Regions from separate parts of the Bos taurus genome. Here region 1 is linked to region 2. Evidence: chromatin contacts called from public Hi-C data. All regions are on one chromosome and are shown on one strand. The core of a region is the stretch at or near the end of the contact, and the rest is flanking DNA. Distances in the headings are between cores, read along the strand shown. Region 1 overlaps CDCP1 (CUB domain containing protein 1). Region 2 has its middle 35 kb from the start of TMEM158.

The links. A called contact is a pair of places that touch in the nucleus more often than the background predicts.
Region 1: a Hi-C map of liver shows a contact between it and region 2, with 1.9 times the contacts expected there. The contact joins two enhancer-like sites. A contact is called at or near these places in 2 of 11 Hi-C or Micro-C datasets (blastocyst and liver).

Annotation. Positions count from the first base shown.
Region 1 is chr22:54,170,994-54,175,028 of ARS-UCD2.0, reverse strand. It overlaps CDCP1 (CUB domain containing protein 1), which reads right to left. Exons shown (of 15, transcript XM_002697118.7): 14 at 2,569-2,649. Among named protein-coding and RNA genes, the nearest start is that of CLEC3B, 7.5 kb to the right of the region's middle. Within about 2 kb of position 1,663, at least 54 of the 102 cell types and tissues checked have an H3K27ac peak or open chromatin away from gene starts, as enhancers often do. A contact at or near this core is called in liver, where this site is marked.
Region 2 is chr22:54,036,241-54,040,456 of ARS-UCD2.0, reverse strand. No RefSeq gene overlaps it. Among named protein-coding and RNA genes, the nearest start is that of TMEM158, 35 kb to the right of the region's middle. Within about 2 kb of position 1,971, at least 9 of the 102 cell types and tissues checked have an H3K27ac peak or open chromatin away from gene starts, as enhancers often do. A contact at or near this core is called in liver, where this site is marked.

The DNA of each region.
Region 1 (4,035 bases), core at 414-2,913, 130 kb before region 2:
CTCGGGAAAATATTGTCCCAGAGAAATCCACTACTTCATCCAGAACTAGAGCTGTCTTTAGTGGCCATTAAATCAGTGTTGGGGAGAAGAACTAAAATCAGCCAGAAGGCAATCGGGAGCCTGTGGGCGGGGGGCTCAGTGAGGGTGGGCATGGAAGGAATGGAGTGTTACAGAATATTCTAATTGCTTTTATTGTTTCTCTGATTCCTTGGTTTCTCAAATTGTGTAAATTCAAGTCTACAAAGCACATGAATTTCGAAAATTGACAGCAGTTTGCGTTTTGCTCAGTAAAGGCAGTGGTCTCCCATATAACTGCCAGTTCAGTTCAGTCGCTCAGTTGTGTCCGACGCTTTGCGACCCCATGAATTGCAGCATGCCAGGCCTCCCTGTCCATCACCAACTCCCGGAGTTCACTCAGACTCACGTCCATTGAGTTAGTGATGCCATCCAGCCATCTCATCCTCTGTTGTCCCCTTCTCCTCCTGCCCCCAATCCTTCCCAGCATCAGAGTCTTTTCCAATGAGTCAACTCTTCACATGAGGTGGCCAAAGTAGTGGAGTTTCAGCTTTAGGATCATTCCTTCCAAAGAACACCCAGGACTGATCTTCAGAATGGACTGGTTGGATCTCCTTGCAGTCCAAGGGACTCACAAGAGTCTTCTCCAACACCACAGTTCAAAAGCATCAATTCTTCTACACTCAGCTTTCTTCACAGTCCAACTCTCACATCTATACATGACCACTGGAAAAACCATAGCCTTGACTAGATGGACCTTTGTTGGTAAAGTAATGTCTCTGCTTTTGAATATGCTATCTAGGTTGGTCATAACTTTCCTTCCAAGGAGTAAGCATCTTTTAATTTCATGGCTGCAATCACCATCTGCAGTGATTTTGGAGCCCAAAAAAATAAAGTCTGGCACTGTTTCCACTGTTTCCCCATCTATTTGCCACGAAGTGATGGGACCAGATGCCATGATCTTAGTTTTCTGAACATTGAGCTTTAAGCCAACTTTTTCACTCCTCCTTCACTTTCATCAAGAGGCTTTTTAGTTCCTCTGCACTTTCTGCCATAAGGGTGGTGTCATCTGCATATGAGGTTATTGATATTTCTCCCAGCAATCTTATAACTGCCGGTTGAGTGTAAATCTATGCTATTCAATATTTTTTGAAGATAGTCTGGCAGTGTGTATTAACAGTCTTAAAAATTTCATGCCCGTTGACCTAATAATTGAGTTCTGGAAATGTCACCAAAGAGTAAAAACAGAAGTTCATCCCAGTATCGGTGCTTGTGCGAGAATGGCCGAGCGGCGCAGGAAACTAAAGGAATACCCTTGGCAGGGTCCTCTGTCAGAGACAGGGCTTCTGTCAGGAAAGCAAGGGACTCTGACCTGCGAGAGAGACAGCATCTTGGTCCCTCATATTCCTCTGGACGCTTTGGGCAGGCAGAAGAAGCTCCCACCCTTAGAGAAGCGTTCCCCAGAGAAACACTATACCAGTTTCCACACAGGCACCATGCTTGAGGCAGATTTCTCATAAAGTGATAACACCTTCCCTCCTTGGCTCCAGGCCCATAACTAGGGACTGATGACAGCCCAGCCTGAGCAGGGAAACACAGGCCCTGCCCTGGGAAGAAAGACATGACTCATCAAAATAGTTGCAAGACCTGCTTGGCAGGTACCAAGGAAACAGAGCTGGGAGTGGCTCAGAGGGTGCTGGGCCAGGGTCAGGGCTGGGCAGCGGCCTAATGTCCTGGCACAGACATCTGAAGTTTTCCTAACTCACTGCTGGGACGGCCCCTGAAGCTGGGCCTCGCTGGGCCAGGGTCAGGGCTGGGCAGCGGCCTAATGTCCTGGCACGGACATCTGAAGTTTTCCTAACTCACTGCTGGGACGACCGCTGAAGCTGGGCCTCGCTGGACCAGGGTCAGGGCTTGGCAGGGCCTAATGTCCTGGCACAGACATCTGAAGTTTTCTTAACTCACTGCTGGGACGGCCCCTGAAGTTGGGCCTCACTGGCCCCTGGAGTAAATGAGGAGGAGGAGCCAGAACTGAACAGGCTGGAAGAGCAGCAGGCCTCCTCAGAGCTGGAAGATACGTCAGGACCCAAGGCAACCACTGCTCCCCAAAGTGGGGAGGCCCGCAGGCAAGTCCAGAAAAATCAATAAAGCTTCGTGAAGCTCACTTTAAACAGGAGACACATATAGAATAAAAGTAAATGGAGGAAGAAAGATAAACCATGGTAACATTCATCAAAACAAAGCTACAGTAGCTATATTAATTTCAGACAGAGGAGACTTCAGAGCAAGGAAAGTTATCAGGAATAAAGAGGAACATTACATAATGATAAAGACATAAAAATAAAAAGACATAAAAATCCAAGAAGACATAAAAATCTGTAACGTGTATATGCCTAACAACACAGCATTAAAATACATGAGGTAAAAATCTTTGACAGAACAGCAAGGAGGAATACACGAATCCACTATCGTAACTGGAGAATTCAACATGGCTCTGTCAGAGATGAACAGATGGAGCAGGCGGGAAATTGGTAAGGATGTGTTTGGACTCACCAACAGCATCAATGCGGATATAACGGACATCTGCAGACTGCTTCTGGGCTTCCCAGGTAGTACTAGTGGTAAAGAACCCACCTGCCAACGCAGAAGACATAAGAGATGGGAGTTCGATCCCTGGGTGGGGAAGATTCCGCTGGAGGAAGGCACGGCAACCCACTTCAGTATTCTTGCCTGAAGGAATCCCATGGACAGAAGGGCCTGGTGGGTTGCAAAGACAGTCCATAGTGTCCCAAAGAGTCGGACACTACTGAAGAGACTTAGCACCCACAGACTGCTTTATCCATCAACAGCTGGACACACATTCGTCTCAAGCTCTCTTGGAAACATTTCATGCAGACAGACCACATTCTGAACCATAAAATGCACCTTAACAAGTCTAGTAGAACAGAAATCACAGTGACCTGCTCCCAGACCACGACAGAATTATACTATAAGTCAATCACAGAAAGATAGCTGGAAACCACACACACACTTGGAGATTAAACAGCACAGTTTTAAGTAATACTTGGGTCAAAGAAAAAAATCTCAAATGAAATCTCATATTTTGAACTAAATGAAAATAAAAACACTACTTATCAAATTTGTGGGATGGATGTGCATTTAGGAATCCTAAAAATTTCACATTATTATACTAGCCATGCACAACCTCTCTAAGTTTTGCTGCTTTCTCTATTCCCTCATAGAACCCCTCTCTGTGTACCAGGAGTGCTAAGCAAAAGCAGTGCTTAGAAGGAAATTTAAATCATTAGGAAAAACAAAAGATCTAAAACCAATCATCTAAGCTCACACCTTAGGAAATTAGAAAAAGAAGAGCAAATTAAATCCAAAGTCAGCAGAGAGAGAGAAATTATAAAAAATCAACATAGCAATATAGATGTCAATGAAATTGAAAACAGAAAATCAACAGAGAAAATCAATGAAAAAAAAGCTTGTTCTCTGAAAAATTCCAGAGGAGGCAGAGCTTTGGATGGGAGCAATCTGCCACCAGCCCATTTCTTCCCTTGGGACCCACAGATTCTGGACACGGGCTAAGGATCAGACCTGGTACACAGAGAGGGGTTCTATGAGGGAAAAGAGAAAGCAGCAAAACTTAGAGAGGTTGTGCATGGCTAGTGTAATAATGTGAAATTTTTAGGATCCCTAAACGCACAACCGGGTTTATATTTGTTGAATTTTAAGGCCATTTGTGGAGGGTTGGGAAAAAGGTGTCAAAAAGGTAGATGCCCATCAATTCTATCCTACACAGCTAATCAGATTTTCCATTCCTGCGTGAGCTATTAACAGCTGAAGACATCAGGCAAGTGCAGAACTGGGCTGCACATGCAAGACTGACTCCTCCCAGATTTACAGGTCAGGTCATTTAGTGTCTCAGCCCTGGGGTGGGAGGAGGAAGGCGGCGGATGGAGGCCGAGGAGCCCTGAGGGCTGTGCAGCATCTCAGCCCCGTCCTCCAGCCTCTCAC
Region 2 (4,216 bases), core at 722-3,221:
TTTTCATGAAGCTAACTGAGTTGGTTTTCTGTCCTTGCTACCAAAAAGTTGGTCTAGAACAACCCTCTTTCCCCTGTCCATGCAGTGAAGCTCCGCCCTCTCTTTAAAGTCTCTTTGAACCTTTCCTCCTCCATGAAGTCTTCCAAGGTTTCTTGTCAGATGTCTCCATCTCTACGCACCCAGAGCAGGATCTGGGTCTCCCTTAGGCCTCTTCCCACTGTCCACCTCATTCTGGGGGGTGCTTGTGCACGTGCCTCACCTCCCTGGCTGAACTGCATGTGTGTGTAGAGTCAGGAAGCCCAGTGACCAGATACAGCATCAAGAACTCTTCAGTGTGCAAAATAATGAGACAGAAGCTACATCTCTGACATGCTGGTGGCACCAAAGGTGCTCCTAGGCTGTAGGAACCTGTGTTATTCCATCTCGAAGGCACCTTTGCAAGACGTTATGTGCCTGTCATTGGGAGAGGGTTTTTCCTAGACATTTCCCCTTCATGCTCCTCCCACGAGAGGAAGTATTGGCAGGATGGCTGGTCAGAGCCTGAGAATCCATCAGGCAGTGTTTTACTGGTGGGCAGACTCATGGGTGTTAGTGGTAAGGGCGTGTTAATGAACTTCCTCTTGCCCTTCCCGTCTCCGAGTGACGAGTATGCCAAAGAAAACCCCGTTTTCTCAGGGCGGGTCCAGCCACCCTCTTTCACTTTCTGTTTCACCCTCTCACCTGGCAGGGTTGGCCTCTCTTTCTGGTCCACTTTCCCCACCTGAGGGTGGAGGCTGCAGATCCAGGCACCTGAGATTCGGGGCTTTGAGAGTGGGAGGTGAGTGAGAACAAAGGGACCGCCTAGTGACCACAAACCTGAACTGCCTTCTGCAAACCAGCTTGTCCTGAGGCTGGGAGTCTCATCTGGGCCACCATGTAATCCATCATCCAAGTCAGGCATTTTGACAATGAAAGGGGAGGTTATGAATATAGACCCTGGGAAGGGCACTTCCAGCCACCTAGGAGCTCTGGGCCCCCTCGTTGTTGGCTTTTGCTCCGTATTCATGCAGCAGTACTTTGTTTTCCATTTAGTTCTCATTTGTGAGCTCCTTTGGTGAGAAGTCCCAGAGGGAGAGGAGAGGAAAGTCAGGATCTGGAAACCGAAACCCAAGCTTGAATACCTTACATGTAACAGACTCTTGATTAATCTGGGGGAAAGAATAATGAGTGAAGCTGAATTTTTGCCCGTTGACAATAAAACCAGAAGACAATATCGTGGCAATACCAGTACTTAAAAAAAAAAATAACTGAAGCCATGTTTCTTTACTTTGAGGATCCGAGTTAGAACGGGCTTGGAGTCCCGGCTCATCTCTTACTAACTGTATCATTCTGAGCACTTTGCTTAAACTCAAGGCTGTGTGTAATCTGAGTGTCACGTGGGGCCTTTCTGCCCCTTGGAGACTTGGCACATTTAACTCAAACATCCTGTGGAGTGGATTAGGTAATTCCAGAGTTTTCCTCATCATTTCTGGAAATTTCTATGCCTAGGGCTTTTTAAAAAAAATACTTTTTTTTTCTTTTATGTTGCACTCTGTCTCCACACTCCACATCTGTCTGTTGCCTCACGTCAAACCCAGATGCGAGCTTCAGCCCCATCCCTCTTTTCCACAGCAAACATAACCTTTCTCAACACCTCCTGAGTTTGGAAACTTCATGGGTTTGAGGGGTTATATGGAGGAGGGCCTCCTTGGCAGCTCGGGGGTAAAGAGCAAGTGTAGGTTCTATCCCTGGTTGGGAAGATCCCCTGAAGGAGGAAATGGCAACCCACTCCAATATTCTTGCCTGGGAAATCCCAGGGACAGAGGAGTCTGGCGGGCTCTCGGGGGTCACAAAGAGTCTGATACAACTGAAGCGACCAAACAATAACAGAAGAGCTCATCACACACTGTGACCTTCTGCCGTCTGGGTGGTTCCAGATCCTCTTCTCCTTTTCACTTGGTTGTCATTCAGAGTTCCCCTCTCTTCCCCCCACTTCCCCTTCCATCCCACAGACACTTGTAGAATACACTCTGATCTATGACTTTCCTCACGAGAGCCATACTTCCCTACCCTGGCCCCAACCCACTGCTCTGTTTTAAGGCCTTCGCCTTCTCCTGAATTCTGGTGAAAAAAAATGCTCTCCATTTCATTTCTTAAGGAAAAAAAGTCTAGAATGGTCCGGACTTGCAGCGCTGTAACCATTCTTTGGGCTGTAGAGGTTCTTTCTGAAGCCTCTTTGAAAGCTTTAGCGGGTGGGCACTGTGTGTGGGTATGTGCGCTCTCCCTGCTGCTGCTGCTTTCTTCTCAGATTCCCCCAAATCTCTTTGACCTCTGAAACTGGAACCAGTGCTTTGGAACTTGACGTCTCATTTCACGTCACAACTTTAGGGTCTGTTTGTGTGATACAGGCTCAAGGTTGGACTGTCTCTTAAGCTTCACAGCAGTGATCAGAGCTGTCTTTGGGTTCACATAAAGAAAGAGGATGAAATGATCGGATGGCATCACTGACTCAATGGACATGAATTTGAGCAAGCACTGGGAGATAGTGAAGGACAGGGAGGCCTGGCATGCTGCAGTCCATGGGGTCGCAGAGAGTCAGACATGACCAAGTGACTGAACAGCAAAGGAAAAATGAGATGGAGTTCCTTAACCCCCTTTCCCAAAGGCGACAAGGCGCAGACAGGTAGGAAGAAGAAAAGTGGGAGAAAGTTAAGTGTTATGTCAGTATATTTCCAAATACAGGTAATAGAAATACCAACTGGAAATGGATTAAGCTATAAAAATACCCAGGGGCTTCCCTGATGGCTCAATGGTAAAGGAATCTGACTGCAATGCAATTGATGCAGGAGATGCGGATTCGATCCCTGGGTGGGGATGATCCCCTGGAGAAGGAAATGGCAACTCCAGTACTCTTGCCTGGGAAATCACATGGACAGAGGAGCCTGGCGGGCTACAATCCATAGGGTTGCACAGAGGTGGAAATGACTGAGTGACTGAGCACACACGCATGTATAAAAATACCCAGGCCTGGATGACTCCAAGGTTGATAATCCTGCAGCTCAATAACATTGTCAAAATCTCAGGTTCTTTCCATCCTCAGCTCCTCTTAGTCCCAGGTTGGTGGCCTCAGTTCCAAGCATCATCAGCAGACCCAGCAACGTCCAGTGAGAAAAGGTCAGCATCTCCTGTGTGTCTCTTTTCCTCAAAGAAATAGTTCCCCAGAGCCCCTCACTAATATCTCATTAGACAGAATTGTCTTATCATATGTTCCTGCCTAAACGAATCACTTGTATGCAGAGTACATCATGAGAAACGCTGGGCTGGAAGAAGCACAAGCTGGAATCAAGACTGCCGGGAGAAATATCAATAACCTCAGATACGCAGATGATACCACCCTTATGGCAGAAAGTGAAGAGGAACTAAAAAGCCTCTTGATGAAGGTGAAAGAGGAGAGTGAAAAAGTTGGCTTAAAACTCAACATTCAGAAAACTAAGATCATGGCATCTGGTCCCATCACTTCATGGGAAATAGATGGGGAAACAGTGGAAACATTGTCAGACTTTATTTTTCTGGGCTCCAAAATCACTGTAGATGGTGACTGCAGCCATGAAATTAAAAGACGCTTACTCCTTGGAAGGAAAGTCATGACCAACCTAGATAGCATATTCAAAAGCAGAGACATTACTTTGTCAACAAAGGTTCGTCTAAGTCAAGGCTATGGTTTTTCTAGTGGTCATATATGGATGTGAGAGTTGGACTATAAAGAAAGCTGAGCACCGAAGAATTGATGCTTTTGAACTGTGGTGTTGGAGAAGACTCCTGAGAGTCCCTTGGACTGCAAGGAGATCCAACCAGTCCATTCTGAAGGAGATCAGCCCTGGGATTTCTTTGGAAGGAATGATGCTAAAGCTGAAACTCCAGTACTTTGGCCACCTCATGCAAAGAGTTGACTCATTGGAAAAGACCCTGATGCTGGGAGGGATTGGGGGCAGGAGGAGAAGGGGACGACAGAGGATGAGATGGCTGGATGGCATCACTGACTCGATGGACGTGAGTCTGAGTGAACTCCGGGAGTTGGTGATGGACAGGGAGGCCTGGTGTGCTGCGATTCATGGGGTCGCAAAGAGTCAGACACGACTGAGCGACTGAACTGAACTGAACTGAAACAAATCACAGGCAAGGCAATAGTACCACTGAC